Regions from separate parts of the Sus scrofa genome. Here region 2 is linked to region 1. The links are chromatin contacts, called in public Hi-C maps. All regions are on one chromosome and are shown on one strand. The core of a region is the stretch at or near the end of the contact, and the rest is flanking DNA. Distances in the headings are between cores, read along the strand shown. Region 1 has its middle 340 kb from the start of INHBA. Region 2 has its middle 650 kb from the start of INHBA.

Evidence for each region. A called contact is a pair of places that touch in the nucleus more often than the background predicts.
Region 2: a Hi-C map of embryonic fibroblasts shows a contact between it and region 1, with 1.9 times the contacts expected there. The contact joins two enhancer-like sites. A contact is called at or near these places in 3 of 47 Hi-C or Micro-C datasets (embryonic fibroblasts and fibroblasts).

The regions. Positions count from the first base shown.
Region 1 is chr18:53,229,606-53,234,612 of Sscrofa11.1, reverse strand. No RefSeq gene overlaps it. Among named protein-coding and RNA genes, the nearest start is that of INHBA, 340 kb to the right of the region's middle. Within about 2 kb of position 2,187, at least 2 of the 83 cell types and tissues checked have an H3K27ac peak or open chromatin away from gene starts, as enhancers often do. A contact at or near this core is called in embryonic fibroblasts, where this site is marked.
Region 2 is chr18:53,541,068-53,546,074 of Sscrofa11.1, reverse strand. No RefSeq gene overlaps it. Among named protein-coding and RNA genes, the nearest start is that of INHBA, 650 kb to the right of the region's middle. Within about 2 kb of position 2,909, at least 4 of the 83 cell types and tissues checked have an H3K27ac peak or open chromatin away from gene starts, as enhancers often do. A contact at or near this core is called in embryonic fibroblasts, where this site is marked.

The DNA of each region.
Region 1 (5,007 bases), core at 938-3,437:
CGTCTTTATATATGCTCAAGAACCTAAAATGAATATTGACCTTAGAAGCGCCGTGGACCAGGAAAGTGTCCACTTGCCTTGTGGTTATCTGTAGTGTATATGGTGAATATCAACTGTGTTTCAAACTTGCTTGTCCTCCCGACCCCCCTCTTATTTTCCTGGATGTTTCACGGGTTCTGGTCCTTTGAGTACCCTTTGGGAAATACTGGATCTCATGAGGTTTCCCAAGCTCTTCCTGAAGAAAACCCTTTTTTTTTTTTGCCCCCTACCTTAACTCTTTGCCAAGTATTCTACCATGCCAGAACACGTCCAGCCTCTTAAGTGGTCCTGCTTTCTCTGACCTCCCTCTGCCCTTGGATAATGATGCCTGTTCCTCACATGCTAGTCTGTTTTTCAAACCACTGCTACCCTCTCTCCCTTCAACCCCCCACCCTCACCCTGTCCCCTACCAGGCTGATTTGGGGGCTTCTTTGAGTCTCCTGTACCCTATCCTCGCACAGCTCCTATTACTGGTATTTACATGATCCTGGCTCCCCGAATAGTTCAATTATAGAGCAAGATACAATTAATTTCAAAACAATTTGCAACAAATTGCAGAGATGCCTCCATGTGCACATTGGTTAAGGCTGTAGAATAAATGTTGAGACGTGAACAAGGGGTAGGGCTAGTTTGAGAGGTTTAACAACAGGGCGTACCCATTGTGACTTAGTGGGCTACAGACCCAGCATCTCCAAGGATGCAGGTTTAATCCCGGGCCTCTCTCAGTGGGTTAAGGATCTGGCGTTGCCACAAGCTGCAGTGTGGGTTGCAGATGCAGCTCGGATCCAGTGTTGCTGTGGTGAGGCCTCAGCTGCAGCTCCAATTCAACCCCTGGCCAGGGAACTTCCATATGCCACAGATTAGCCATAAAAAGAAAAGAAAAGGAAAAGGTTTAATAACAGAAGCAGTTTGACCGCATTCTTAAAGACAGCCACCAGAGCACCTCAGCACAGAGCAGCCTGGAGCATCAAGAGGCTCGCTGGCTCAGGAGCCAGTCATGTGTGCCGTCGTTCACCCCTGCCGACCAGCTGAATGAACTTGAATCAGTCGTTGACCTCTGCGGGCCGGAAGGACTCCGCAACACCCCTTCCTCTCCTCCGCTTCAGTGACTCTTCAGTGTTCCGAGTTCTCAGACCCTTTGTGGTTTCGTGGACCATTTTTAAAAATTGGAGGAACTGATTTGAGGACGACAGCTTTATCTTTGGTCAAGGAAGGACATGAACAAAATGATCATCTGGGAATTCCTGTTGTGGCTCAGCGGATTATAAACCCAACTAGTATCCGTGAGGATGTGGGTTTGATCCCTGGCCTCGCTTGGTGGGTTGGGGATTTGGCATTGCCCTGCGCTGTGGGGTAGGTCACAGATGCAGCTCAGATCTGGCGTTGCTGTGGCTGTGGTGTAGGCCCGTGGCTACAGCTCCGATTTGAGCCCTGGCCTGGGAACTTCCACATGCCACAGGTGAGGCCCCAACAAGCAAAAGAATACGAAAATTATTATCTATGGCATTAATATTTTATTAAAGAAAACATATTTTAACATCCCCCCCAAAATAAGTGTGAAAACTTATTTTATAATAAAAGGACCTATGTAGGTATGTAGAGAAATACAGAGAAAGCTCCTTATATATGATTCTGTTTTTTCTAAGTTTGCTGCACTGCAGAGGAAACTCTTTCCAGCAGAGGATGAAAAGGCACTGAGATGGTGATAGTGGCCGTAGGGAAGGGAGGCAGACCCCAAGGCCCAGAGTCAAGGGCCGGGAAAGGGTCAGAGTCCTTATTTGCTGACCCAGTGGGAGATTCGCGTCTTTGTGGCCTGGAGGCACTAATCAGGTGAACTGGAAGAGTTTTCTAAACATCGTGATGAAGCCAGGAAACATGTTTCTACTCGTTTCAAGCTTCTCCTATGAGTTTAATACATTTATTTACAAAACCTTTAGGTAACGCTTTGTAGTAATTTCCTCGGCATCTTCTAAAATACGCAGTCGCTGCTGAGTCGGGGCGCAGTGGTGATTTGCACCAATGTCATGGTCTCTTTTGAGACCTGATATCCATGGCATATACATCTTGTTCTGCTTTGTCCTTCGGGGTTGCTGTTACTGTATATACATCCCATATGGGAGTTAGAGAGATTGCGGGCAGATGAATAAAGGAAAAAGCATTCAGACTAATCTCACGGGGTAACATTGTGAAGGAGTGAATCACAAGAGATTTGAAAGGTTTCCCTGGTTTTGGAGAAGAACCAAATCTGAGGGTGGGAGGGGGTGGATCTTCACATTCTTTGATTCCCACAAAATTTTAAGGCTCTTGGCTTTCCCTCGAAGATTTTATACAGTCGATGAAGATTAGAAAGTTGATTTTTTTTTTTTTGTATATACAAAAACACAGTCTTGATTTGGGGAGTTGAGTGGCTAACTTGATTTTGAACTTGTTTACTGCTGGAAAATAATGGCTTCCTGTTTTTGACAAGGGAGCAACATCAAAAAAGGTTTACAAATGAAAATTAAAAGGTTTCTTGGACAGCACACACACTAGCAGTATTTTGGAAATGGGTCCTAAGTGAATCTGAAAACAGAATAACTGCCCCCTGAAAGGCACATGGGCTTGGTAACTAATGTGAAAATTGTTTAATAAATGGCAATTTGGTCTAAATGCAGCCTTCTAATGAAGGGGAGGAATGTCCCGTAATAGCCAGCTCTGTTCATTCTGTTTTCAGCTTCCAGGGTAATACGAAGGATGAGGACAGATTGTTTCTTCAGGACAGTCTTGACAAAAAGTTATGGCCTCTCCAATTTAGAGGGAAGATAAATGCTAATTTTGGCTTCAATTTCAGTGTTTTATGCATCTTTGTATACAATTCGGTTACAAAATTGGGGTCTGCAGTGGGCTAGGTTCTGAGGCTACGGAGATGGACAGGATCCAGTCTGTCGGTCCATCACCTCTTGAGAATCATGGTCTAAGCAGCCGCCTTTCTCTGTAAAGGCCCATATATAGGAAATAGTTTAGACTTGAGAGCCATGAGCTTTTTGTTGCCACCACTCAACTCTGTGGTATACTGTGAAACCAGCTATAACGTGTTGTACAAGCGAACGGGCATGGCTTGTTCCAATAAAACTTTATTTCCAGAAACAGGCAGCAGAGAGGGTTTAGCCCCTGAGCCGTAGTTTGGTAACTCCTGGACTAGAGACAGAGATAGCTTATAGGAAGAGGTAATTATAACACAGGGTAAGATGTTTTATAACGAAGCCACTCTGTGAACCCAAAGGAGTCAGGTCAGTCTGGGAGAAGGTGGAAAGTGCGGATTCGAAAGGAAATGACATCAAGCCGGGCTTGGGATGATGGACAGGACTGGGCCAGTGACACATGACTGTTGGCTTCCCTTCTCAGCAGAAAACGTTCTCAAGTTCTTTTCATAACAAAGGATTTTAATATAAATTTCATTGCAGAAGTATTTCAAAAGGAATACTTGATCAAATGTCAATAAACCAGTAAACAAAAACCTGATAAATAATTTCCAAACTAAGTTTAAAGGGCCGTCTTCTTGTATGATCATCAGTAAACATTCCGAAATCTCAAATGTTTCATTTGATTCAAGAAGAAGGAGAATTTAATATCTGATCATTTAAATAAGGGTTCAGATGGCCTTCTATGCATGATGAAATGGCCAAATTTTCCATTTTGGCATATGCATTTGTTACATGGCAGTGACAGATTACCATAGACTTGATAGTTTGAAACAATGTGTGCTTATTATCTCAAAACATACACGGGTCCGTCGTGTGGCCAAGGCCCAGCTGGATCCATTGCTCGGGCCTCACAAGACTCTGCACCCAAGAAGTGCACGATGTCGCCTTCTCTTCTGGAAGCTCAGCCCGGGAGAATTCACACTCAGCCTGTGATTTCCCTGTGGCCAGAGGATTGAGGGCCCTGGCTTTCTCGTGGGTTATTGGCCAAAGGCTGCCTTCAGCTCCTAGCAACCAGTAGAATTCCTAGCAGCCCCTTACACTCTGTTGCTCCCTGGGTTTCTCCAGCCCAGCCTCTCCCTTCATCAAACCCACAGGAAAGTCTAGCTCCAGTCTGTTCAGACAGATCCTTACAGAACGTAACCTAACCATGGCAGTGATAGCTCCTCACCTGGCTATGTTTTATTGGATGGAAGCCGGGTCGTGCCCATTCCAGAGGAGGGAATTAAAATGAAACACTAGGAGGTAGAGACAATGTCGGGGCGGGGGGGGGTGCTGATGGGAGGCGCCTTAGGGTCTGTCTGCCACAGGGTCTGTCTGCCTACTTTTCTGCATGTGCTGTGTTTGGTTTTCCTTGTGAACAGAGACTTCCTTTATGAGCAAGTAGAGCCAGTAACTGTGGAAGGATTGAAAATAACCCACCCTGTGTGCCCGACTCCAAAATGTGGCATTTCCCCTTTATAAGAGAGGTTATTGTGGAGTTCCCTTGTGGAGCAGCAGGTTAAGGATTCAGCATTGTCAGTGCAATGGCTCAGGTCACTGCTGTCACACGGGTTCAGTCCCTGGCCCGGGAACTTGCATATGCTGTGGGCACAGCTCCCCCCGGCGGCCCCCCCCCCCCCCGCAAAAAAAAGAGAGAAAGAGAGATTGTTGGAATGCATAAAGGTAGAGTAAATTATGGACGATACTGTGGTCACTAAGAGCTCAGCTGGGAACCGGTCTGGGGGTCTGGGTAACTTCGAAGCCTCTTCTTTTAATCAGTACGACCGGGCGTGCCCCCGACGAGCAGGGCGAAGCCCTCTGCGGACGAGCTCCCATCACTATGGTCTTAAGCGACAGGTTTGCCTTTGCTCCGTGCCGTGCTCAGAGCCATCCTCACTCACAAAGACCTGAGGAGCGGCTGTGGAAAGGCCGAGAAAAATGCGTTTTTATCCTGTGTATGCAAAGGACGAAGAGCGTCGTCCGTGCCGACTGAAGACGGTAGCTGATGACTGAACCTCTCCTCACG
Region 2 (5,007 bases), core at 1,660-4,159, 310 kb before region 1:
CCCTTAATCCAGAATAAGCTAGAACCCACAAGAGCGACTAACTGCAAACAAAGGTCAACTGCAGCCTGTGCTCAGAATGGGGCTCCTGAGCTCGCTCCTCTAGGGAGCCCGGCCCGAGAGCTCGGCTCCTGCTGTGTGCGCGCCTCAAGAGGTCGCCCAGGAAGCAGATGCAGGCTTTGGCATGTCCGCTAATCCCTCACTCTGGAGACCTAGGCTTCCACGCCAGACAGATTCTCTTGCAAATGGCCACATACTTGACTTTGAACTTTTAGTGAGAGGTTGAATGTGGGGTGGCCCATGAGTGAAACTCAACTATGCAATCCCAGAAGTAGGCAAAAAGTACGGGGAAGAAAAGGGAAATTAACATTCTCGGATTATTTGACCAGGAGAGCACAAAAATTGCTTCTGTGACAATGGGATCTTGAAGGCATTGCAATGGAGCCCAAGGAGAATGAAAGAGCCGCATGTACTTTGTGAGATCTCTCTGTTCAGTTGTGCTGTGTAGAATCCACTATTTTCTCCTCCCTTAAGAAAATCTTGGGTGTGTTCCATAACTTCCTGGTCACATTTGGTAATTAAAACTTAGTGTGGCTTAATTTAAACCCTTAATTGCATATCCAATTTACAGCTAGAGCTGTGACTCTGACTGTTTAGAAAGAGGATGGGGGGGCAAGATCTGGCTCTGGATCAACCCTGTCCCCTTCTTCCTCTGGACCTGGCCAGGCAGCTGCCTGGAGGAGGGCTAGGGACCCAGGAGAATCCTTCCTTAAATGTCCACTTGCTCTCGCGAGGGCTTGTTCAGAACCCCCCTGGGTGCATGTACGTACCAGTTGTGTGTGTGGGCTTTTTAACTTTCCCCACCCTGCCCAATTCAGCCTTGTGTGCCATGAGCCCTCTGTGGACAACCGAGGTCTTGACGTGGGGACTACTGAAGAAATAATCCCATGGCTCCGGCACCTCCACCAAGATCTGGGCTCCTTCAGGTGGCGCTGGTGAAAGGCTGGGGTCCCCTTTCCCACCGCCCAGCAGGAAGAAAACCAGATGGGCTGTGGGTCCTCCTGCCATTCCCAGGTGTTTCTCAGTTCTCACACTCACACCTCAGACGTTTGTAGGCTGAAGGTCGCAGACTGCATATTCCTCTGTGCTTTGTCCAGCTCAGGGCTACCCGTTGAGGCCCCCCTAGAACTCTGGCACCCATTCTTCTGCGGAGACATCCTGAGGGAAGGTCTGACAGCTTTGGAAGTTCAGGAAGGCCTCCGATTAAAGAATGAGATGCTGATTTCCCTTGACTGCAAGTAGCCCGGGCATCACAGATGACTCCTGCAGAGCCGGAAACATACCCTCCCCTGCCCCTTGGCGAGGGGTGAGACCAGGCTGGTACAGTGCATGGTAATTCCCACGCGGCCCTTGCTTGGCACCACTCCCGCCTTCTCTAGACTGCAGAGGGCCTGGGAGCATGCTACTTGGTGGTGGGGGACCATCCTGCTGCCTCTCGGTCACCCTAAAGGATAGTGTCTGGTCCTAATGCACAACGGCTTCCTTACTGGTCTGGTTAGAACATAAAGGCATCTCAGTTTCCGGTGGTATTAAAGACGGTGTTACACTACCACGACTGGACGTGACTGGAAGTGACTTGTTTGGGAGAAAAATGTGGTTCCAAAAAATGTACGTTTATGGTAAGTGATGGGCAACTGAGTGAATGATTACATTTCACCACCTACTATAGCCGGTCTTGAAGTGATCGGTTATTTGTAGGAAACAAAGAGTAAGTGTTTTTTTTTTTTTTTTTTTTTTTTTTCCCAGGAAAATTAGAGCGCAGAAACAGAAGTGAGCTTCCTTCCGAAGTCATGGGCACAGAGCCACAGGACAGATAAAGTTAGAATCATGGAGAAAATGTTGTATCCCATGCCTGCTTGTTCTGAATTCAGCTACGGACTTAGAGCCAAAGTATCTCTGGGTCATTCCATCTAGGGTCCTGGGTCATCCGCGCATCCCCCCTTTCTTCCGCCCTTCACGGTCCAGCCGGGGTGTTAGTACCCACATGGCTCTGACGCAGGGTTTTAATTAGACCATCCCAAGGTCGATCGCACCAGAAACACCTGGGGTGTCAGGTACCCCAGGTCAATCGGATTAAAATTTGAGAACCTAATGAGAAGTTAAAGTTGGTGAACCTCGGGGCTACACTGCAAACTGCAGTGGGCCGCCTTCTCACCGATGAAGTCAGCAGTCAGCTCCTCAGTGACACCTTCCCAGGCATGACTGGCCTCACAAAGAACCTTCTCTTAGATGGGCCTGACATCTCTTATCCACTTGCAAACTTGAACATGCACATCTCAATAAAGTAAGCCAGAGCTCCCATCCTGGCTCAGGGGAACTGACCCGACTAGGATCTGTGAGGATGCGGGTTTGACCCCCTGGCCTCGATCAGTGGGTCATGGATCCAGCATTGCCGTGAGCTGTGGCGGAGACTGAAGACGTGGCTTGGACCCTGCTTTGCTGTGGCTGTGGTGGAGGCCGGCAGCTGTAGCTCCAATTCAACCCCTCGCCTGGAAACATCCATATGCCCCAAGTGTGGCCCTAAAAAAATGAGTGAATGAATGAATGAATGAATGAATAAAGTGAGTCTACAAGTGTTCACTCAGCTTTTTCATGTGCATTCGAGAGTTCAAATCCAAAGTAAGCTGACTTCCTGACAAGTGCCTCATACTGCCCAGTAGGTAGGATTCCCTCACCACCTGAAATTACTGTTTATTTATTTGTTGGGGGCTCATTATCCACCTTCGCAGACCTAAATATAAAATCTTTGATATGAAGAACCTTGCCTGCCTGTTCACTGCGGTCCCAGCTCCTGGATTGGTAGCCGGCTTGTAAAAAGCAGGCAGTTAGCCCCTGCTAATGACTCAATGAGTCATATAAATAGTATGTGAGTAGAACACAAATTGTGCCAACAGCATCAGGAGGCATGGACATGGGTTAGGGAATCACAGTGGACTGGAGAATGGATGGGGTTAATTTCAGACACAGCCCTCAAGGTAGCACCGTGAGCTGAAATCTGAGAAGCTTCTGAAAGGCATAGAGAATCGAAGGTAGGAACTGGATCCTGGCCTCTGGGGACTAGTTCAGGCAGAGGCCTTGAGGCAGATGTTGAGAAACGGGTTCTGAAAAACAAGAAGCCCAGCTGTGCTGGAGCAGAGAGACCCTGGGGAGAAGCGACACGTGAAAGGGGCACCAGGGCAGGGCAGGTAGAAGCAAGTTGGACTCAGTGGTCAGAAGGTTCTGTTCGGTCCAGATGGTAACAGGAAGCCACTGGAGGGCCATGTTTACACATTTTCAAAATCCAATTAGGATACCACATGTTTTTATGTTCTAATCACCCATTCTGGGCCCATTAAATAAATTAGTTGAAAGAGAAAAACAAAGGGAAAAATAAAACGATGTGTCATTCAATAGCATTAGGAAATCATGGGATAAATGTGCGAAATTGGCAGGTTTGACCTGGAACCAAATTAATCCAAATGTGGTCTTGATGACTGAGTCTTGAACTGAACCAGGCCCACGCTGATGTTTGAAAATATGAACGGCTAAGGGAAAAAAAAAAATGATGGTGGTTTGGGTGAGGAAAAGAGGCATCTCTCTCACTTTGAATGGTTGAGACACCCCCTGACTGGGGGCAGAAGGCTCGGCCAGCTGATTTCTCATGCTCGATTCCAAGCTCTAGATTCTGTAAAGAACCCTGGTGGAGCCACAGGAGGAGGAAGCAGCTGTTTGAGTGGAATTCCCTCTGGAGAGGAAGGAAGTCCAGTCCAGCCGGCCAGATGGGGTCAGGCAAAGAGAGGAGAATGGGAGAGAGTGCAGGCCCTGGACTGAGAGGGAGCCCGATGGCCCAGGACCCTGGCATCAACTGCGCAGCCTTTCCTCGGCCTGAGCCACGAACTGGTCCTACCCAGAGGCGCGTGTGGTGAGCAGACAAGAGTGGCAAGACAGAGGGGATTGCTGTTGTCCCACGACCCAGTCACCATCAGCCTCCTGTGCTGCGATGACGTTATCACTTAGGACCCGTGACTCCCCAGCTGGGGCGCCCATCAGCCCCGGGAGCTTGTGGGAACCACAGGGACTGAGGCCTCACCCCAGACATGCTAAAGAAGAATCTGCACTTTCACAGTATTTCCCAAATGACTCATAAAGCTTGAGAGGTGCTGTGTGAGCGGATCTGGAGCAAACTAGATAAGATAAAATTAGAGGTGAGAAAAGGGAGAGAAATTGTAATCCCAGGGGACAGGGCTGCAGGGTGGGTAGGCCCGCCCCCTGCCCACTGAACTTGGACAGGGTCCAAGAATTGCTCCAGACCCACCTACATACATCCGCCGTGGAGACGCAGGCTCACAGATGTACATTTGTGTACACACACACACACACGTCGCTGGGAGAGTTTCCGTTCTGACCGCAGATCGGCTTGTTTTGTGCTTCGCAATGTGACTTTGGAGCTACTGTCTTTTCCCTGAATTACACCCAGTCCCTTTCATCAGTTGTGTTTTATGTTCTTGCCCTGTTTTGCTCCATATTCCAGCCTTACGTCTTTCTCGAGTGCAGCCCCAGGTCAACCAATAACCAGTGGAGCCAATGTCAAGACAGAGCTGCGGTTATTTGCCATTCAGCTGGAAAAATAATGATTCCCCAGCTTCCCAAGTGTGGAAATTTCCCGGAACCAGCCTCTTTCCAGAGCCTAGGGACCCCCCTCCCCCTCCCCCGTTAGTCCATGAACTTCCCCGCACTCGTATTTACTCACACGCCTCGTGAGGTTCCAGACGGGATGAGCTCACGCTCCGCCTGCTTCTTCCCGTCACCTGGAAATCTCCTCACGGCTTTCCTGGGCAGCTTCTTAGTATCTGTAAAGGGCAGAAGCACCAGCATCAGCTACGGGCAGCGCTGCGCGTCTGACAGATCTGGGTTCTGCCCAGCTCCACTACTCTGTGCCCCTAGTCAAGCCAGTCTTTGGGAGCTGTGGAT